Regions from separate parts of the Mus musculus genome. Here all the other regions are linked to region 1. Evidence: chromatin contacts called from public HiChIP or PLAC-seq data. All regions are on one chromosome and are shown on one strand. Each heading gives the region's core, a stretch centred on a gene start, on an enhancer-like site or on the middle of the called end of the contact. The rest is flanking DNA. Distances are from core to core; before and after follow the strand shown.

Region 1 (5,483 bases), core at 1,513-4,012:
CTTGTGTGATAGGTTTTCATAATGCTGCCCTTTCTCAGTTGGTCTGGAGCTCTCAAGTGATCCTCCTGCCTCAGCATCCTGAGTAGCTTGGACTATAGGGGCAAGCAATCAAGCTTGGCTTATAAGGTAAAGTAACTGGGAGATGTGTGTGTCTGACTGTGTGTGTGTGTGTGTGTTTGTGTGTGTGTCTGTGGAAAGGCAAGTGTGTTCAAGCATGAATAGGTGAATGCAGGTTTGGTATTTAGAGACTAAGATAGTCAACTAGGACCGAAGTTGGAGAAGTGTTTTGATCAGGAAGTCCTTCTAGATTGGACTTAGCCCAGAGGATCAGCCTGCCCCTCTTCCATTCTGTGATCCAGGGTTGAGATATGGCTGTCTGGGCCTTGTTTCTGACAACAGCATCCTCCTGAGCCTAGCATCTGTGGCTGTCAAGTGGCAGGAAGGAGACTCCTGCTGTGCAGCCAAGGTGTGCTGAGCATGGGCAGAGAGAACCAATGGGACTTCTGGGGTAGAGGACAGCATATGGTCTTTGCCCAGAGTCAGTGTTTGTGGTAGGCTCTCCGAGGGAAGATGGTGGCGGCCAGGAAAACCATGACAGTTCAAACTGTGATAGTTACTCAACATGCTAATTTCTACTCCCCCCTCCCTCCCTCTCTCCTCTCTTTCTGTATTTCAAGACTGGGTTTGTCTGTGTAGCCCTGGCTGTCTTGGAACTCACTCTGTAGGCCAGGCTGGCTTTAAACTCAGAAATCCGCCTGCCTCTGTTGCCCAAGAGCTGCGATTAAAGGTGAGAGCCACCACTGCCTCATGAAATAGACACTCTCGTAGGCTTTATAGACCAGCATGACAGGCCCTTCCCTTCCTCTGCAACTTGACTTCTAGCCTCCCCTTGGCCAGGATTTTGAAGGAAAAATCTCATCAGGCTGCCAAGCCTCACCTGTAGCACCCACACCATCCTTTTTGACTCAAAGCACTTTATGCTCAGTACTTAGCACAGTACTTTATGCTCAGTACTTAGCACAGTTAACCTAAGTAGGAGCCTGGCTTCCCTGCTGAAGAAATCCCTTGCTATCCCCAGAAACTGGGGCTGGGCAGGGAGTAGGGAAGACATTTTTTTTTTTTTTTTTTAACTTTGTTTAGTTAGACCTATCTTCACCTTCCCGGACTTGTGCACCAACAGGACTATTTATGTCCCTGTTTTGGAGATAAACACTTTAAAACTTTTCATTTTGAAAATACTCCCTTGAATTTTCACTTTGGAATCAAATGTGTAGGACAATGTCTAATTGGCTGTCATGCTGCCAAGGCCATGGTGGCTTCCACTGTGCAGGGGAAGGGACAGAGCACCGGGTTCAAGTGAGTGACGACTGCCGATCACCTAGCAGCTTCCCAGCCTTACCCAGGGTGATCTCCAGGATAGGGCTTTGGCCCAGAGCTCTGCAGACTTCCCCTTCATCCTTTCACACCCAACAGCTGACGGCCACCTTGCCCTGTCCTATCTCTGAGAGGCCTACAGGCTGCTCCCCTCAGTTCACACAAGGGGCACTGGGATTTGTGCCCATCAGGGCGGGGTGGGGGTGGGCTGGAAGAAGAGACCACCCAACCTGAGGCATTTCCTTGCTTGCACAGAAATGCTTTGTTGAAGATGGTCCCAACACCATCCCTCAACCGCAGGCAGAACTTTCCCTAGCCACCCTGGCTCATCTTGTGGTTTTCCTCAGGCACCCACACCTCCTTTCAGCTTTCTCTTCCTGTGGCCTTCCCACTCCTCCCAACAGTGATAACTGTAAACAAAGGGCTTTCAAATAGCTCCAGCCTGAAGACACCATAGAAGGGTTGCCTTGTAGCTGGGCATTGAAAGTGCTAGGGCACAGGTCCTGGAGCACAACTTTGGATGGGTGGGGCATTGGATTGCCTTGTAGCTGGGCATTGAAAGTGCTAGGGCACAGGTCCTGGAGCACAACTTTGGATGGGTGGGGCATTGGGTTGCCTTGTAGCTGGGCATTGAAAGTGCTAGGGCACAGGTCCTGGAGCACAACTTTGGATGGGTGGGGCATCACAATGCTTGCTTCTTTCCTGTCACCCCAGACCAAACCTCTGTTTCCCCTGTGGGCAGAGAAAGGCAGGGTCTTTGAAGGCTTTTGGGGGCAAGTCACTTATCAGGTGTGTTGCTCAACTGGAAACAGTTATCACGGTGAGGCCTTGGCGGGATGTGAGTAGAATGAGTATGTGTGTGACGCACTGAGCTCCAGGGATGGGCTCTTTATTTCTAGTCACATGGAAAGAATGGTGCTGTGTACATCCACACGCCCTGGGTTCACTAGAGCTGGGAGGGGTCCCTGTCATCCCTGTGGTCCGCCTCGCGCTCGCCCACCTAACCCAGCACCCACTCCTCAGCTCTGGAACCGGTCCCTTCTGATCAAACAAGAGGTCCCCTTCTCACCTAGAGACTCGGCTCCTCTTCCTAACCCACCAAAGGCTCCTCCCACAGCGCATCCCTTTCTCCAGCCCCGCCCCTCAGGTGGTTCGGTCTACCCCCTCACCCCGAAACGCGCCCCTCCCCCGCGGCCACGGGCGGGGCTACCCCATTTCACAGATGAGAACAGCGAGGCTGCGACAGATGACCTTTCACGGCAGGACAGGTGCCCGGAAAGACATGTATGCGTCCGCTGGGTCCAGAGCCCTCCCCGAAACCCCTGCGCACCGCACCCACCTCCTGCCCTCGCTCGGCAGCCTCCCCTCCAGCCAGCGCAGCTTCGCTAGGGGGTGGGCCGGGCTGGGGCAGGGGCGGGTCGTCCCGGGCCGCGCGCTGGCCGCCGGGACTTGTAGTCCCCTCTGCGTTCCTTCCTGTGCCGCGTGCCGGGCCCGGACTCCACCTCCCAGGAGGCTACGCGGAGAGCCAGCCCCCTACTGGCCCGCCCCGCCGGCACTGGGACCAGCTGGCCTTAAAGGGGACGCGGCCCGACTGGGAGCTCGCAGGGTAACCCCCGCTGTGGCTCCGCCCCGTTTCCCCGCACCTCACCCCTCTCCCAGTTCCGTCCCGCAGCTCTGAGACCGCGCAGTTGCACTGCCCAGGTCCATCTAGGGTTGTGCGGAGCGGGGTGGGTGGAGTTGGACATCACAAAGTAGCAGCAGCATCCCTGCGGTCTGGGACCCCTCGGTAGGGGAGCGGAGGACCCGCCCTGACCTCGACTGGCCCAGCCTAGTCTAGTCCGGCCCATGCGCCCCGCCCAGGAGTGGGTTCTAAGGTAAGGCCCTCTGAAGTCTAGGAGTTAAGGGGGCTTTGGGTGTTTGAGTGCTCATGTCGGGGGGCGGGGGCAGTGTCTGCACTCTTGACATTTCGAGTGCTCCTTACTTATCTTTAGGACTCTGAGAGCACGAGATTGGAAGGTGGGGGATCTAGGTGCTTCTGGGCCTTTGCTGTGTGACCTTGGCCTTCTAACTGCCCCTCTCTGAGCCTTAACCATCTCCTTCATCAACTGAGTAGTTCCAGCTTCTGTACCTCTCAGTCCTGAGAGCAGCCACAACTAGAACCATGACGCCTGGCAATCTTTTTGCGGAGAACCCCCAGTCTGGGCTAAACAGGCGTAAGGAAGGAAGAGAGGGGGCCCAACTGGAGTAGACACTGAGGATCCAGAGGCAGTCTGATCATCTTTGTCCTGGAGTCCGGGGGCCTTGACATCGCTTGCAGATTGCAGAACTGAAGCTTAAGCGCCTGTCCTCCCTCAGAGAAAGTCTGGGCTGGGAGTGGGGGCTGGGTTAGCAGAGGTTAGTGAGTGGTGGCTCTGTAATCAGGGGCGAGTGTGGACAGTCCCAGAGGGGACTTCTCTTCATCTTCTCTTCCATCTCTCTAATTCCTCTTCAGTAACAGGGTTGTTCTTGCCTGTCACTAGCAAAGCCCTCACTCCTGTCTTTCCAGGACCCAGCCTGGGGCTGGTCGAGGCCTCCTAGGGGGAAGGGTGCCATGCTAGGGTTGCCTTGGTAAGACACTGAGTTAAAACACATTCTGCTGCCAAGAGACCCGAGTGAACCCTGGCGTCCATAGGAGTCAGGGTGTGGGGGCATGAATGTGAGGGGCTGAGAGGACAGCAGATGAACCCCCTCCTCCCCAACGCAGGGCAGGGACCTGCAGACCCTCCCTCCTCCCCTTTGAGGAGATCTGGGAACAGCAGATCCAGGGGCTAACCAGGAGCTGGGGTTTCTTATTGTTTTTTCTGCCTTGTTTGTATGGGCCATTTCTGGAATGGCTGAGTCTTCTTTGGCCTCTGTGAGGTATCTCGCAGATGTTCAAGGGTCATGGATATTAGAGTCCAGGCCCAGGCTGAGGAGGGACAGGGACTGGCCTCAAGGTAACTCTGTCTCTGGATACTACTTTTCTGGTCACATCTTTGATTTTTATCTCGTTTTGTTACCAAATGTCTCTCATCAATATCTAGGCACACCTAGATACATGGCCACCTCTGCCCCTGGGCACACTATCATCCTGGGCGCTGTGTACAGAACAGGATTGGATCTACTTCCTCCAGAGTCAGACCCTAGCCAGGTAGGAGAGAGAGCGTGCTGGAGCAAGTTAGACTGCAGAGGATGAAGGAGCCAAGGCGGCCTGGGAACCGGAGCTTAGAGACTCGCTCTGTGGAGGGACAGGGAATGGCTTGTGAACTGGGCATTGCAGGATGAGTCAGAATTAGCCAGGAAAGAAGAGGCAAGCCCTTTCCCATAGAGAGGACAGAAACAAAACAAAACAAAACAAAACAGCCTTTCTCCAATTTCCATCTATGCCTAATATCAGTGTGGTGTCACATAGACAGCCCAAGTGGCAGGCTTTCGAGTATGGGCTTTGACTGAGGGGCCTAGTGGCCTTGAGGGTCTGAGTAGCCAGGCAAGAGGGAACTTTTCAGAAATGAGGTTAATCTGATGGCATTGCTGAGGGAGAGAGGCTGAGGAGGTGATGGAGGTTGAGCTCAGGACCCCCCTAACCCCCATGGTGATAGGGAAGAGCCAGGTTCTCCGAAGCACAAGCAGGGGACTGTCAACACACAGCTGAAATGCCAAGGGTTATCCATGAGGGACAGATGAAGGCTCAGGGCCTTCTGGGTGGGGTGTTCCCTCTCCCGGGTTCCTGGAGCATCCACACAGAGTGTGCCTGGACACCAGGCTGGCAGGCTGGCAGGCTGGCAGGCTGAGGGCACAGACTCAGGGTTTGGGCAAGGGCATCAGCCATGCTGGGGAAAGGCCAAGAGGTAAGTGGCCAGTCACCTTCCATTTGGGTTTCAGAGGCTGAGAGTTGAAGGGGTCTCTTTCTCTGTCACCAAGGCTACCATGGAGGTGGTGTCCAGCGCAATTAAAAATCTGGACTGCTGTCCTCCAGGCCTTGTGACAGGAGGATGGATCGAATGAGAGAGTGAGTGAGGTTCAGGAGACTACTGTCCTAGTCCAGGCAAGGAGTGAAGAGAAGCTGATGGGGGCGGGTTGGGGGAGTGGGG
Region 2 (5,483 bases), core at 960-3,459, 350 kb after region 1:
AGGAAGGGAGAGCCTTGGGAGGGAATGTGGACAGGATGGCGGGGCAGTGGAGGGTAGAGAGGAACCTGATCTGATACAGATACTTCTGTATATTACCAGGTGAAGGACAGAATTGACTCCTACAAGCACGCACACACACACACACACACACACACACACACACACACACACACACAATATTAACAAAAAAAGACAAAAAGCCCCATAAGTAGAATGTCTGTTTTGAGTTACATATTACTAACTGGTATATTGTCTCAAGGACTTAAAACTCTCCCTAACCTCTTGCTTACTCAGGTACACTAAGAACTTCTGGGTCAGACTGCTGAAAACACTAACTGCTGTCCATTTTATCGAGGTGGGAGGGGATGAGCCATGTGATCCACTGAGAATGACTCACAGCAGGATGCTGGCCACGCACCCAGAAGCCCAACAAGATCATCACATACCTAGGATAAAGGTCAAAATCCAGAACACTGACTGCACTGGATGCGGGAGAGGATGGGAAGCAGCAGGCTCACTGTGGACTGGAAGGCAGAGCTGCACAGCTGCTCTGGGACACGCTTAGTTTCTTACAAAACAAACATACTCTCGCTGTGAAGCAGTGGTTGTGTCCCTTTGCATTTTACCCACAAGGGCTGAAATATCATGTCTGTATTAAAAAGAAAACTGTATAGGGATGTTTATATCTGTATTATTCATAGTTGACAAAACTAGGAAGCAACTAAGACACCTTTAGAAGGTAAATAAGCTGCTGTACACTCGGAGGCTGGAATACAGAGGAATCCAGCACGTAAAAGAAAAGAGCTGTCAATCTCAGGAGGGATATGGACGAACTCTGAATGAGTTCTACACTTCAGCCAGTCTAAAAAGGCGTCATATTGACTGTTTCAACTAAGTCATGTACCTCACAATTATGTTTTAGTGAACCAAAGACTCCATGTACAATATAGATAGTCCCCTGAGACTGTAATGGGCTGGGCACGGTAGCTCATGCCTATAACCCCAGCTAAGGAAGTTAAGAAATAGGAGTGTAAGGTAAGCTTGGCTACAGGGGGCATTGAGACAGTTTGACTGCAAGAGACCTGTCTTATTACTTCTCTATTGCTGTGCTAAGACTCCACGACCAAGGCAACTTACAAAAGAAAGCATTGATTTTAGGGCTCAGTGTTTCAGAGGGTCAGAATCCATGACCATCATGTCGGGAGCATGGCAGAAGGAATGGCACTGGAATGTATCTGAGAGCTTGCATCAGAGCCACAGCAAGTGGGGGAGGGGCGACACATGCAAGCATGCAAATGAGGAAGCTAATTAGGAATGCGGTGGGCTTTTGAAACGTCAAAGCCTGTCCCCAGTGACACACAGACACACGCATCCCTGAAAACATGGACCCCAAAAATGGAAGGTCTTTATTAGTGGAGAGAGAGATTCATGATGTATTTTCTTTCATGGAAATCTCTAATAAAAACAAAAACCAGAACAAGAAAACAAAGACACCAGCAAGCCACAAATGCATTTCAGGAAAGACCAGCTCAAGAAGAGCCTCAGGTAGGTCTTTCAGAAGGGACTCAGAAGTCACACTGTCATAGGAGATGTCTCAAGACCACTGGACTATGAGAATGTTCCCTAGAAAAATAATATCAATTTGTAGGAAATGTAGGGAGACTTTCTCCACAATCTCCCAGGTCCCTACTGTCATTCACTCATGATTGATTTCCTACACAAACCAGACATAAGCTACCTCGTTAATACCTACCACTTTTTATCTCCTTTATAGATTGAGTCTCAGTGTAAGATTTTATTTAGACAAAACCTTTGGGCAAATATATATGAAACTAATGCAACAAATGACATTAAAATCTTTCCCATGCTACTCTATGGGCCAACCAACCTCTCCCTGGTCATATAAAAGTTATCAGAGCAAAACACTTTCCTAGGTTATTCTGCTATTAGAAGCTAAAAAAAAAAGCATTGAAAGAAACAGGAAACTAAGAATCACCAAACATTTTAGGATGCGTAGAACCAGTGACCTTTTTATTTTTATTTTTTAAATCAAGGTGTAAAACCCTTTGCTTCTTTAAGGATTTCCAAGAAAATATTAAACAAATGTTTTGAATTGCCTCCCAGTTATCTGTTCTCACAGCAGAACAAATATAGCTGAGTAGTTTCAGTCTCGAGGGACTGCTGTAGAAAAACCCACACAAGTCAGCTGTCTCCCTGTGAAGTGCAGGGAGGAGAAGCCAGCAGCAGCGAGCTAACCCTGGAAAAGAACGCAGTCTGTGACGGAAAGTTTACTTAACCTCCACGGCAGCTGAGCGAACGCTCACAGGCTGGCTACTCAGCCCCTTTGCTTTTCCTGTCCTCTACTCTGTCCCCTCGCCCTCACTTCTGTTTCCTCATAATCCCAGAATGGAAAAGTTGAGAATATAATGGGTAGAGCAGCAGCATGCCACACAAGCCTGAAAGGTCTACAGACAAAACTACGTGCTGTTGCCTGTTTATTCCAATCTGCAACTTCTCTTCAAGATCATGAAGGAAATGTCGAATAGTACCCATCTTCACTCACGCTCCATGCCCGGGGGGTTTGGGGGGGGGGGGGGTGTTAATCTCAATTGAGAGATTCCAAGAAGGCTAAATTGATACCTGTAACCCCGATGATGGAGGCAGGGGATCCTGAGGGCTCCCTGGACATCCAGTCTAGTTAAAACAGTGAGCTCCAGGGTCAGAGAGACACCCTAGCTCGGAAAATAAGGTGTGGAGGTGATTGAGGCATGCACACACGGACATAAGTTCACCACACAGGTGGAGGTGAGGGAAAATTCTATACTTTGGAATGCTTTATTATAATGTTTCATGATACAGATATAATAAAGATTCAAAAGGACCTGAGCTATAACAACTTAGACACCACTGCTTAAAATGGAAATATTAAGTGTTAGGTCAAATGCCATGCATAACCTGTTTAGGGTAAGATCAGTACTAGAGTCCAGGTTCTCAGACAGCAGTCCAATTACTAGTACTTACACTCCAGCTTGTTCCTATAGTGCTTGCTTTTCCATAATGCTATGATGAGGGCAATGGTATTCAGAATGATTTTTTGTTTTGTTTTCTTTTAGATGTGGTTTCTCTGTGTAGTCCCGGCCAGTCCCGGCTGTCCTGGAACTCACAGACCAGGCTTGCCACAAACTCAAAGATCTGTCTGCCTCTGCAAGATTAAAGAATTAATCCGTGTGATTAAAGTACTAGGATTAAAGGTGTGCACCACCACTGCCAGGCCCAGAATGAGTCTATAAAAATCATTCCAAAGAGCCGGGAGTGGTGGTGCACGCCTTTAATCCCAGCACTCGGGAGGCAGAGGCAGGTAGATTTCTGAGTTTGAGGCCAGCCTGGTCTACAAAGTGAGCTCCAGGGCTATACAGAGAAACCCTGTCTCGAAAAAATAAAAACAAACAAATAAAAACAAACAAACAACAAAAAAAAAAAAACCATTCCAAAGTATAGAATTTTCCCTCACCTCCACCTGTGTGGTGAACTTGTGTCCGTGTGTGCATGCCTCAATCACCTCCACACCTTATTTTCCGAGCTAGGGTGTCTCTCTGACCCTGGAGCTCACTGTTTTGACTAGGCTGGATGTCCAGGGAGCCGTCAGGATCCCTTGCCTCCATCACCGGGGTTACAAGTATCAATTTTTTACATGGGTGCTGAGGATCTGAACTGGGGTCCTTACATTTGGGCAGCAATCAATTTACCAAGTGAGCCATCTCCCTAGCACCAAAGTATAGAATTTTGAGCATTTAAGGACAAACCTTGCTATGCAGTCTCCAAGGATTTACAGTTTGGTAATAGGGAAATAAAAGATTCCTATCCATCTGTGCTTAAATAGGCTTCGGGAAGTGCTACAGGAATTTGTCCTGACAAGTCCTTAGAGGGCATCGTAGAATGAAATGAAGACCAAGGGGAACAGGAGTGGCAGAGAACTGCGCTTCACTTTGCCAAGCACGTTGTTAACAAGACTCCCCCTGCCTAGCCACTCCAGTAAGTCCAGCCTCCTTCTGTGTTTCAGTTGCTACAAATGTGTATCTTGGTATACACTGAACTTTCTGCCTTAGGATTAGGGCCATCTGCATTCCAGAACACCCACCAACAAGAACACCCATGCTCAGCTGAGAGAGGTTTCATCCTGGCAACTGTTGCTGCACAGGAAAGGAAGTTATGAGCTCAGACTGTAAACTGTCTGCTTTCCTGCTGAGCGGCTGAGAAAGAACAAGACAAATAAAAGACAAAAGGGCCTGCTACTCTTCAGATCAGCTGGTGAGGCTTGGGGATGCGGGGTTGAATAAAAATAAAGTCTTTCTTTAAAGGAGGAAAACAATGTTAACAAATAACAAGCAGGCTGAGCTGTGGCACTTCATACCGGGTTTCAGACACTGACCAGTGCCGTAGCCTAACACACTTCTCTTTATCTGACATTTCTGTCTTCTATTAAAATTAGCTCTTTCAAAGTTCTCAAAACTTAGACTAAAACATAAACTTTTTAATTTTTAAAATATTAAATTTTTAAAAATTCAAACTTGGTTCCATACTGATTTGTTAAAATCTAAACCCAAAACAACTCCCCCATAATTATCACTAGTAGAAGTAAATAATGGTGAACTATCAATCAAAACATAAAATACACGTGTTTCCCACATGCCATTACTGTAGCAGTGTGCAGTGATTTAAATGAGAATAGTCCCCCACAGCTTATTTAGACACTCTGTCCCCAGTCTGCAGTGCTATTTGGGGAGGTTATGGAACCTTTAGGAGGTATAGTCTTGTTGGAGGAGTTACATCACTAGGGTGGGCTTTGAGGGTTCACAGCTTCACCCCATCTCATGCCCACTTCTGCCTCCTGTGTGTGGATAAAAACATGAGCACCCAGCTCCTGACCACCATGCCATGCTTCACCTCTTATGATGGACTCCATTCCTCTGGGAATTTAAGCTAAACCAAACCCTCTCTTCTTTACTGCTTTTTATAAGGGCATTTTATAACAGCAGCATAAAGGTAATTAATACAGTGCCATAACTATTTTCATGTGTGCAAAATTAGACATAGTAATATTCAATGAAACTTCACAAGTGACAGTGAAGGAGTGTAAATAATTAAAATTCCACAGTAAAGAATAATTCCAATATGCCAAGGCACATGTGGTAGTGCCCTGGAATAGTAAGCACCCTTAAAGGAATAAGGCAGATTCTCATTAAGAGCAGTGTGAACTACTGATAAATGAAGTAGATATAGTACATTGAAAACAGTATTATTTGGGTAGTAATATGGAAGACATGTGATGTTTGGAGAGAGTATAAATAGGACTCAATGGACAGTGACCGAGGCTGCGCAACACTTGCAGGTCTTGATCTTTGCTGATCTTCGCTTCCCTGAGAGAGGCACAGGGGAGAACTTCTCGGGTCCCTCGGGTGCTGATTCGTGTGGAGGCTGAAGCC
Region 3 (5,483 bases), core at 1,035-3,534, 310 kb after region 1:
AAAAATACAAGCCAATTTTCTCCCAAGAGATATTTGGGGGAAGTGAAAAAGTGAAATAATGCCTGGCAGTGGTGGGGCATGCCTTTAATCCCAGCACTTGGGAGGCAGAGGCAGGTGGCCTTTGAGTTTGAGGCCAGCCTGGTCTACAGAGTGAGTTCCAGGACAGCCAGGGCTTTACAGAGAAACCCTTTCTCGAAAAAACAAACAAACAAACAAAAGTGAAATAATTGTAATAGAAACCTACAAGTGCTCCCCCCCCCCCCCCACCAAGAGGCTTTTTCAGTTGATTAAAAGCTTAGGAATTTACATTTTGATTCTGCAGTCACCCTCCTGAGACCAAAATCAGTAAATCTGTGAGAACATTAGCATTTAATGGAAAAGTAAATAATAAAATCATAAAAATATTTCTATAGTTATACCTCTCCCATGATTAAGATCCAGACCCATCTACTGGAATGTTTTAAAAAGACCATGTCTACCATGTGCAAGATGAACAATCCTTGTTTTTTACAAGTTTCCCCAGCTCTGCTAATCTGCCAGTCACTAAGGCATATTTCACTCCTCCCTCCCACCCCTTGATGCCAACAAGTCCACTATCATTTTGATTACAAATTTTACTGGTTTACACTTTGCAAAAACACTCTCAAGTCTAGTGACTCCTATCTCCCCAGGAGTTGTTACTGTAAACCTTTCTTTTCCTTGGAAATAAGAAGTCTTGTTTTGTTCTGTTGCTCTTGTTTGAGACAGGTCCCATTATGCAGCCCAAGAAGGCACTGAACTCTCAAAATTCTACACACAGCCTCCCAAGCGATGAGATCAGAGGCATGTGTCAAGCATGCCCAACAGATACTTTTTTTGACTGGTGTTTGCTTCCTGTCTTCCTCTGATTCCAAATTGCTATGAGTTCTTAAAGTCAAATCTGATTACACCAGTACAATTTAAAAATTTTAAATGACCATCTCTCCAAAAGGAGAGACACTCCTATTCTTTCCCCATGTAGCCTTTCTCTACAGCTCTCTGAAGACTTTCTTCTTACCTACATGTCCCTGAGCTGTTTGTCTCTGCACAGAATATTCTCTATGCCATCCTTGCTCTTCTCTAAATGCAAATGCCCATCCAACCTTCAAAATTTGCCCTAAAAATCTTTCATTTTTGAAATGTTATCACCCCCAACTTATTTCCCTCCTACACAGTATGACAACACTTAATCTATATATTATTATATAAAATGTCTCACTTTGATATATAATTATGTTTTTAAATACCCCCCTCTCCCACAGTGAACTATAAATTTTTCCAGAACAGGAATCATGTTTTATTCATGTCTGCATCTCCAGTGCCTAGTTAAACCAGGTGCTCATGTTGATGAATGAGCACTAATGACACCAGGCTTCCTCAACATCAGCTGGGAAGGCGCACATCCTTATCAGCAACATGACAAAGAGCAAAACACTCCAGAGACCTTTTCAGGCTGCTATTTAGTACCTAAAATGGATACAGAAATAGGCATCTAAAATGGATCAAATAATTCTGGTCTGCTCCAAGCACCAATGTAAATGGTAAAAACTGAGTTTCCAGTTTAGGGCTATGCTCTCTGAGATTGGCTGCCAATAGTATCCACTTTAAAAAAAAAAAAAAAGGTGATTCTGGTATTGTCTCACAAGGATACACTACATAAACAAAAATGTTAACGGTCAAGTGTATTTTCCATAAATACACAGGCAGAGAGGCTGAAATTTACTTTGGAAGCTCTGAAATATAAGGAAAAGCTTGCTACTCAAAAAGATATTTGCTACTCATGTTAAAAAAATTCTGGTTAAAAAAAGATCAAATCACAATGGTAACTGCCTCTTACTGGCAATTCTATGTAGAACACTATGGACCGGGTAGCAATTGTTGCTTATTTATTTATTTGAGGCAAAGGCTTACATATCCGAGGCTGGCCTCAAATTTCTTATGTAGTTGAGGCTTGGTGTAGATAAGGTATTTTGCAATAATTTTGTTTCTGGATCTAAAGAATTCATTTTAAAATAATCCATTTTTCCTCCTTTTTTCTGCCTTCCACAGCCATGAAGCCATTTGCAGCAAGGCTCAAAATTTGCTTCTTAGCCTTTTGGTTATATCAAGTGTAGCAAAGTGTATACCAACCAACATTTAAAATAAAACCGAAGAGCAAGGACAATTTCTAAAATAAGACACAAAACCAGGTGAAAGGCCAGCACTGCTGTGAGAGGAGAGCAGCAGAGAACACTCAGCACTAAAAACCATTTTCGTGCCAAATTCTGGGAAGATGAGAGCTATATAAGGAAAGTCCTGGGCTTAGAGTAGATGTTTAAGCTAACAAAAGAACATCCAATACCCATCAATCAAGATCGCTACAAAAATATCTTTTTTTTTTTTTTTTGGTGGGGGGGGGGGTGAAATTACAGAGGTTGCTTTTGCTCTCATGTAGAGTTTTCTGAAACCCTCAAGTTGCTAAATAGATTAATAGATAAAATGGTCACTGAATGTATGACCATTTATTCTTTCTGAAGAACTAGGCTCCGTAGTTATAAATACAGGACTTTTTTGTTCTTAGCTGGAGAACTGAATCTGCATGAGACCAATCAGCATCCTTTCTAATCTCCCGACTTCCATGTCACCCTCTATTGTCAGCTGAGTACAAGCACACTGACAGGAAGTGAAACACAGGCAGCTTTACCCTGGCGCCTAAAACAGGCACTGCTGACTGTTTTCTCCACCATTCAGAAAGCCGCTGTTATCTGTCAACCAAAAGTTATCAAAAGAGATGGGGAAGGACATTTCATGCTCAAAGGACAAGTCCACCAAGAGGAAGTCTCAATTCTGAACATCTATGCTCCAAGTGCAAGGGCAACCACATTCATAAAAGAAACTTTAACTAAAGCTCAAAATACACATTGGACCTTACACATTAATATTGAGAAACTTCAACATCCCACTCTCACCAATAGACAGGTCATTGAAACAGAAATTAAACAGAGACACAGTGAAACTAACATAAGTTATGAACCAAATGGATTTACCAGATATCTATAGGCATATATTTCACCCTAAAAGAAGAGACTATACCTTCTTCTCAGCACGTCAATAACAACAAAAACAACAGAAAGCCTACATAGTCATGGAAACTGAACAACTCTCTGCTCAATAACTTGGTCAGGGAAGACATAAAGAAAGAAATTAAAGACTTTCTAAAATTCAATGGAAATGAAGACTCAGCATACCCAAATTTATGGGACACGATGAAAGCAGTGTTAAGAGGAAAATTCATAGCACAGAGTGCCTTCATAAAGAAATTGGAGAGATCCCATACTCTTAACAGCATACCTGAAAGTTCTAGAACAGAAAGATAAACTCACGCAAGAGGAGTAGATGGCAGAAATAATAAAACTCAGGGCAGAAATCAACCAATTAGAAACAAAGAAAATGCAAAAAAAAAAAAAAAATTAACAAAACCACAGCTGGTTCTTTGGAGAAAATCAACAAGATAGAAAACCCTTAGCCAAACTAACTAAAGGGCACAAGAGACAGTTTCCAAATTAACAAAATCAGAAATGAAAAGGGAGACATAACAACAGAAACTGAGGAAATTAAAAAAAAATTTTCATTGGATCTTACTACAAAAGCCTATACTCAACGAAACTGGAAAATCTAGATGAAGTGGATTATTTTCTAGACAGATACTATGTACTAAAATTAAATCAAGATCAGGTAAACTAAACAGTCCCATAACCCATAAGGAAGTAGAAGTAGTCATTAAAAACCCCCCAACCAAAAAAAAGCCCAGGGCAGATGGTTTTAGAGCAGAATTCTACCAGACCTTCATAGAAGAGCTAACACCAATATTCCTCAAACTATTCCACAAAATAGAAACAGAAGGAACACCATCTAATTCAGTCTATGAAGCCACAGTTACTCTGATACCTAAGCCACACAAAGACCCAACAAAGAAAGAGCACTTCTGGCTGATTTCACTTATGAATATGTGTAATAATATGCAATGAAATTTTCACAAACTGAATCCAAGAGCACATCAAAACAATCATTCACAATGATCAAGTAAGCTTCATCCCAGGGATGAAAATCCTTCAATGTAATATATTATATAAACAAACTCAAGGGGAAAAGTCACATGATCATCTCATTAGATGCTGAAAAAGCCTTAAGTCTTGGAGAGATCAGGAATCCATGGCACATATCTAAACATTATAAAGCAATATACAGCAAACCAGTAGCCAACATCAAATTAAATGGAGAGAAACTAGAAGCAATCCCATTAAAATCAGGGACTAGACAAGGCTGCCCACTTTCTCTCTACCTATTCAATATAGTACTTGAAGTTCTAGCTTGAGCAATTAGATAACAAAAGGAGATCAAGGGGATACAAATTGGAAAGGAAGAAGTCAAAATATCACTACTTGTGGATGATATGATAATATACATAAGCGACCCCCAAAATTTCATCAGAGAACTCCTATAGCTGATAAATAACTTCTACAAAGTGGTGGGATATAAAATTAACTCAAACAAATCAGTAGCCTTCCTTTATACAAATGATAAACAAGCTGAGAAAGAAAATAGGGAAATAACACCCTTCAAAATAGACACAGGTAATATAAAATATCTTGGTGTAACTCATACCAAGTAAGTGAAAGAGCGGTATGACATGAACTTCAAGTCTTTTGAAGAAAGAAATTTTAGAAGATAGCAGAAGATGGAAAGATCTCCTCTGCTCATGGATAGGCAGGATTAACATAGTGAAAATTGCCACCTAACAAAAGCAGTTTACAGATTCAATACAATTCCTATCGAAATTCCAACACAATTCTTCAGACATGGAAAGAACAATTCTCTACTTCATATAGAAAAACAAAAAACCCAGGATAACCAAAACAATTCTCAACAATAGAAGAATTTCTTGGGGAATCACCATCCCTGACCTCAAGCTGTACTACAGAGTAATAGTGATACAAACCAAATGGTATTGGCACAGAGACAGACAGGTTGATAAATCCAGAAATAAACTGACACACCTATGGACACTCGATCTTTGACAAAGAAGCCAAAAACATACCATGGAAAGAAGAAAGAGTCCAATAAATGGTGCTGGTCTAACTGGTTGGTCAGAATGTAGATTAATGAGAATAGATCAATATTTATCACCTTGCTCCAAGCTCAAGTCCCAGTGGATCAAGGACCTCAACATAAAACCAGATACAATGAATTGAATAGAAGAGAAAGTGGGAAAGAGCCTCAAAGTCATGGGCACAGGGGAAATTTTCCTGAACAGAACACCAATTTCTCAGGCTCTAAGATCAACAATTGATAAATGGGACCTCGTGAAACTGAAAAGCTTCTGTAAGGCAAAGGACACCAACATCAATAGGACAAATCAGTAACTTACAGATTGGGAAAAAATCCTCACCAACCCTCCACCCAATAGAGGGCTAATATCCAAATAT
Region 4 (5,483 bases), core at 1,025-3,524, 310 kb before region 1:
CCTTCTGCAAGTCTAATAGTTCTTCAGATGTGAGTTAGTGGTAAGGGCTAAACCTTCAGGAACAATAGCCCTGGAAGCCAATGGTAACAAAAGCAGACAAAATGCAAGAATAGCCTTTTCAGCTAGCTCTTCCTGGACACCTTGGAATATTCTTCACCACAGCTCACATTTATTTTTTTTTAAACATTTATGATCCTGTATCTTTTTTTCCATAAAATGGGAATGTTTTTTTAAACATTTATGATCCTGTATCTTTTTTTCCATAAAAAATGGGAAATTTTTTTTCCATAAAATTTCCATAAAATTTCCTTAAAATAGGATAAAGCATAATATAAATATAGCAAGTACCTTACATTAATTATCAGTATGGCTTAAGGTTCAGCAACATTATTCTGTCTCTTATGAATCAACTACATGTTGAGGTAGCAAAAAATGAAAACTGAGAGGAACAATAGTCTTTTACTGAAGCCAAGAAAATGGAGGCATGCTAATAACTTCAACAATATTATTAAGATAGCACAAATCAGCAAGCTTTAATTCAACTCCAACACAAAGGCATAGTAGTGCGTATCTAAACTCCCAGCACTCAGGAGGCTGAGGTAGGTAGATCACAGGTTCAAGGACAGCCTAGGCTACATAGCAAACCCTTTCTCAAAACAAACTGAACAAAATCAGAGATATCCACAGAGGTACAGTTACTTCCCTAAGGTCACAGCAGGATTGAATTCTGGAAGATCTGACTTCAGAGACCACCTTCATCTCATTTAACTTCCATTTTTGTGTATTTTATATTAATAGTTGTAGCATTTGTCTGGCCTAATTTGTGGTAAGCCTTCTGTTGCTGCCTCCTAAGTACTAGAATTGTATGGCAGACACCAGCACACCCTGCTTAGGTCTCACCTTCTTAATCATTGTTAGCAGCATAGCTAATGAATGTCCTGACAGTTTTAGAAATGGCTCAGTAGTAATGAGCACCCACTGCCATTGCACGACACTCGAGTTCAGTTCCCAGTACCACATCAGGCAGCTCACAACAACCTGTGATTCTAGTTCCAGAGGGTCCAGCAACCTCTTGTGGACTCTGTGAACACCTGTATTCACACATGGACAACCTGCACATACATATACTATATAATTAAAAAAATAAAACAAAAAAATATTTTAAACTTCCTGGTAGAGGCCTATGAATAAAGATACGTGAAAATTGTACTCACTATTCAGAATTTAAATTTCTGTAAATAACTATCAAAACCACAATCCATTTAAAAATATTTTTAGAGGTACAACTCATACACTGTGAAGGCAGCATGTCCTTGTTTACTTGTAAAACTGTATTGCTTTAGCATGATGTCTTCTTTGAAGAGCAGGCTAGCTCGGCCTCAGAAATGCTGGGATTCCCGGCTTTTTCAGCCTGCCAGGGCTAAAAGGAGCTCAGTTAGCATTCAGTTCAGTTAGTTACTTTGCACAGACACTCACTGTGTTAGTCACTCTTCTTGCTGCTGTGAACAAAGATCTGACAAAAATCAGCAAAAAAGAAAAAAAAAAGTTACTTTGGCTTTAGTTTGAAGGGTACAGCCCATCATGGCTGGGAAGAGATGGTGGTTAAGAGCAGGGGCAGTCAAGGAAGTAGAGACAGGCAGTGAGCTGGGGGGCGGGCTACCAAACCTCATCCTCCGACTCACTCCCTCAGGCTAGGTCCTCCACCTCTTAAAGATTCCATCATTTTCTAAAAGTAGTATTACTCACAGGGGACCACGTTCAAAACATGAACCAGGGGGATAGAAGCCACAGACTTATATCCAAACACTAACACAGATAAACTCCTACCAAGGCAAGACGAAATATGGGGCTTTCATTCTTGAGCCCAAGCTGGCTCAGAACTCACTAAGTAGTCCAGGCTGGCCTAAAACTTAAGATCCTTCTGCCCCAGCTTCCTGAGCAGTAAAATTGCAAGTGTGTGTTACCACGCCTGGCTGCTCTCAGTGTTGATTATTATAACCACAGTTTAGTAGTCTTGTTAATACCTAAGCTTACAACAAATAAAGGCAAATACTATATCTGTTTGGCTTCTTTCACAACCAAGGATTTTTGAGACAAATTCATATCGCATGAGATCATTTCTTTTGCTGCTTACCAGTAATCTACTGCATGAGTACTGTTAGGAACAAAGATGCTATAGCAACTATAACAGTAGTCACAGGAATGAGGTCATAACTGAGGCTAGGCTTCAACTGCATAGTGGGTAAGGGCAGCTTCAGATACAGAGTAAGACTGTTTTCAAATGCAAAGGCAAATGGAAGATCAAGAAGATGAAATGAAAACGCTCAGACAAGCCTTGTGTTAATAGTAAGTACAAAGGAATGAAGCTGACGGTATAATAGTATAGTAACATCTGAAGACACCACCAAATGGTTAGTCAGAGTGGTCGCAGTGTTTATATTTGTAGAAGGCAAGATATAAGTTCCAGTTGGCTTGTAAACTTGTTAATACCTGCATTTCTGAGTAATATTCACCTAGTCATTTTAGTGGAAATTATAAATTATTAATTTGTAAGATATCTGTTGGGATAAAGGCATACTTAACTGGTTTCCACTGGGAATTCTCTCAGCCTGCTGGTCATTTGTTCATGTTAATGTTAGCCACATGTACGTAACTTTATGAAACAATCACCTGTCTACACCAAGTGTTTTTTCCTTACTAGAATTAGGATCTAAATACTTTCTATAGTATCTCTCTGACTTAAGGGAGCACCTGATTAAATTATGCCAACTTAAGATCTGTGTGCTCCCTCCTCCCTCATGAGGACTTAATAGTAACACTTTTGTCACTATATATTTCTTCTTTCATAAAGTATTTGATCAATTATAAAAAAAGTATCCAGAGGCCTAAACAAGTGGTGAAATAAGTGTAAAAAATACTATTCTGGTTTAAAACTAAGGGGGACAGTTCTGTTGCTGAAATTTGTTAGTTAAACCACATAAAACTGCCACTTTCTATAGGAGAAGTCTAAATACTAACAAACTTAGCTCAATAAAATTTACAACTTTTATCTGAGTTTTTACCTGAATATATGAAATGATTTTCAATGTGGAATATGTGCACATGTATGCATTAACTACTTCTAATGTGCCTCATATTTATACTAATTCTACAATAAATGCAAATAGGCACTGTATAAACAACAGTACATGTTTGGTTTTCTTTTATATAAGATGTCTATGAGGTATGCATGCATGACTTTGCATGTTCACATGTGTGGGCACCAATGGAGCATGGTGCATACATTTTGAAGACAAAGGCTAACATCGTGCATCATCCTTGGTTCCCACTGTACAAATTAAGGCAGAGTCTCTCAATTATACCCAAAGCTCACTGAGAGGGCTCCTATAGCTAGCCTGTTTGCTCTAGGGATTCTGAGCCTCCAGGCTCTGATAGCATCCTTACTTAACGCCATCCAGTCATGTCCAGCCTAAGAGAAGTTGTAAAACTGTGGTAATACATTGATGCTGTCAGTAGCTAATAAATACACACTGTAACTAGTGGTAGATTTTCAGTATTAGAAAATTATTGCACTTTGTAATTTTGGCATTTTGAATCGTCAATGTCCAGTTATGCCCCTAAACTTACTGGTCAATAACAAGGCTCACTTATTATTAAACTACTATTAGTTTAAAAAACCCATAATTCTGAAGCCTAGATAATTTTTATTATATAAGCACCTGGTCACGATGATGCAGAAACATGTTCCAAACTGCGGCCTCACTGAGGGGAAGGATCTTGTTACTAAAACCACCACCAAAGGAGTTCTCTACAGAAGCTGTTTCAAGTAAAGGAAACTTGCCTATTAATTTTCTTAGTAAAAAGTTACATTCTCTAGTTAAAGAAAAACAAACAAACAAACAAAAAGCCCCAAGTGTAGCCTAGAAAGCAAAAAGCCAGACTTCTGCTTGGATTATTTGCTTTTCCTCATCACCAGAGTTTCTATGAAGATTAATCCCACTTTTAAAACTTACTTTACATAAACTAGGTTTAATAAGAAAACACCGTGACAGCATCTAGCAGAAAACAACCATTTCTGTATAATATAAAAGTAAATGACCTTGTTTCTTTGGGACTCAATTCTGCACTATAATGTATATCTCAGCCCTTTTAATCCCAACACACATCCACATATCTTCCCCAAATTAATTCTTTATATGTCTAAAAATAGACATCTCCTTAAATTATTCTATATCAACTCTATTCCTATTCAATTAGTGTTCCTCCCATAAGGAATTCATTGTACTAAATATTTTTCTTTTCATGTTTGGGATCAGAATTTAACTATATTCTCAGTATGACCTCATCAGGATCAAGTGAGATTATACCTCACATTATTTTGTGAACCAAAAGGATATTAAGTATACATACCATGAGATAAGTATGTATTGTTAGTGGTGATCAAAATGCAGGCTTTATACATACTATGCAAGTACCCTCTCTAAACTACATCCCCACCCCCAACCTAGTAATACCATTTTTAGGGAGAATGTGCTGGGTATCAAATCCATGTCCTCCACTTGTTAGGCAAGCACTCCACTAATTAAGTGTATCCCTGAATCAAGTCATTTCTCTTGTCTGTCTTGAGATAGGGACTTTCTACAAAGCCTGGATCTCCTTGTACTTTCACTATGTAAATGAGGCAGGCTTCAAACTCACAAAGAGCTGCCTGTCTCTGCTGGGATTAAAAGCATGTGCTACCATGTAGCTGAAGTGATATTCTTGAGGAAGCCAAAATACACTTTTGATATTTAACATTCACAAAAAGAAAGACTTAGCGGGCAAGTCAGTTCACAACATTTACCAGTAGTAGTAGTTTATTCAGTTACAAGCTAGCTAAAACACCATGTCCCAAGCATCTCATAGTAAGTATGAATACTCCCGGTAAGAAATCTGAAGAAAGCTAATGTTACCCAGAAAACATACACTATACAACTAGGACTTTACAAAGCAAGGGACTTCACAGGAGCCTGAGATCCATCCAGGAATGCTAGCTAAGCTACTCACCACCCTCATACCTTCAACTTCTTACTGTACAAGTCTGTATACAATATAAACTGAACACGTGTCCACCACATGTTTAAAAACTAGGTTAGCGGGTATCAGTCAGTGAACTCAAATGTTTCTGCATGGTCTCAAACATTTCTGCATTATGTGGTCAGAATTACTGTGTATACCAATTAAGAGTAACACAAACAGGGCCTGGTAGTACATGCCTTTTAATCTCATCAGGAGGCAGAGGCAGACAGTCTCCGAGTTCAAGACTAGCCAGGAATATACAGTGAGAGACAGTCTCCAAAAAACAGCAACCACCACCACCAAAAAGAAAACAAAAAAACAAAAAACAAAAACAAAAAAATATTCATAAAGGCTAAAAACAACCTGCTATTTCACTAAATAAAGCCCTATTGCTACCATGGAAAAACCACTTAGACATTTTTATG

Evidence for each region. HiChIP or PLAC-seq counts read pairs in DNA pulled down with a chosen protein or histone mark.
Region 2: a contact with region 1 is called in an H3K27ac HiChIP or PLAC-seq map of microglia, with 7 times the contacts expected there. The contact joins the enhancer-like site here to the promoter of Kctd21 in region 1. A contact is called at or near these places in 16 of 39 promoter capture datasets (3T3-L1-derived adipocytes, the C10 cell line, the HPC-7 cell line and 12 more), 1 of 484 Hi-C or Micro-C datasets (bone marrow-derived macrophages), 8 of 115 datasets of contacts at active chromatin or transcription factors (SST interneurons, bone marrow-derived macrophages, embryonic basal ganglia and 4 more) and 2 of 9 other capture datasets (adipose tissue and liver).
Region 3: an H3K4me3 HiChIP or PLAC-seq map of bone marrow-derived macrophages shows a contact between it and region 1, with 4 times the contacts expected there. The contact joins the enhancer-like site here to the promoter of Kctd21 in region 1. A contact is called at or near these places in 13 of 39 promoter capture datasets (3T3-L1-derived adipocytes, the C10 cell line, the HPC-7 cell line and 9 more), 1 of 484 Hi-C or Micro-C datasets (bone marrow-derived macrophages), 3 of 115 datasets of contacts at active chromatin or transcription factors (SST interneurons, bone marrow-derived macrophages and microglia) and 3 of 9 other capture datasets (adipose tissue, bone marrow-derived macrophages and liver).
Region 4: a contact with region 1 is called in a FOXA1 HiChIP or PLAC-seq map of pancreatic cancer cells. The contact joins the promoter of Rsf1os1 here to the promoter of Kctd21 in region 1. A contact is called at or near these places in 1 of 39 promoter capture datasets (the C10 cell line), 1 of 484 Hi-C or Micro-C datasets (cerebral cortex) and 1 of 115 datasets of contacts at active chromatin or transcription factors (pancreatic cancer cells).

What each region holds. Positions count from the first base shown.
Region 1 is chr7:97,329,602-97,335,084 of GRCm38.p6, reverse strand. Kctd21 (potassium channel tetramerisation domain containing 21) reads right to left here and starts at 2,762. Exons shown (of 2, transcript NM_001039039.3): 1 at 2,714-2,762. Usp35 (ubiquitin specific peptidase 35) reads left to right here and starts at 2,976. Exons shown (of 11, transcript NM_001177412.2): 1 at 2,976-3,248.
Region 2 is chr7:96,982,782-96,988,264 of GRCm38.p6, reverse strand. The region is part of intron 5 of Nars2 (asparaginyl-tRNA synthetase 2 (mitochondrial)(putative)); the gene reads right to left. Among named protein-coding and RNA genes, the nearest start is that of Nars2, 34 kb to the right of the region's middle. Within about 2 kb of position 2,209, at least 83 of the 459 cell types and tissues checked have an H3K27ac peak or open chromatin away from gene starts, as enhancers often do. A contact at or near this core is called in SST interneurons, adipose tissue, liver and 2 more, where this site is marked.
Region 3 is chr7:97,015,407-97,020,889 of GRCm38.p6, reverse strand. The region is part of intron 6 of Nars2 (asparaginyl-tRNA synthetase 2 (mitochondrial)(putative)); the gene reads right to left. Among named protein-coding and RNA genes, the nearest start is that of Gab2, 64 kb to the left of the region's middle. Within about 2 kb of position 2,284, at least 22 of the 459 cell types and tissues checked have an H3K27ac peak or open chromatin away from gene starts, as enhancers often do. A contact at or near this core is called in SST interneurons, adipose tissue and bone marrow-derived macrophages, where this site is marked.
Region 4 is chr7:97,641,903-97,647,385 of GRCm38.p6, reverse strand. Rsf1os1 (remodeling and spacing factor 1, opposite strand 1) reads left to right here and starts at 2,274. Exons shown (of 3, transcript NR_126461.1): 1 at 2,274-2,346. All of the region lies in intron 4 of Rsf1 (remodeling and spacing factor 1), which reads right to left.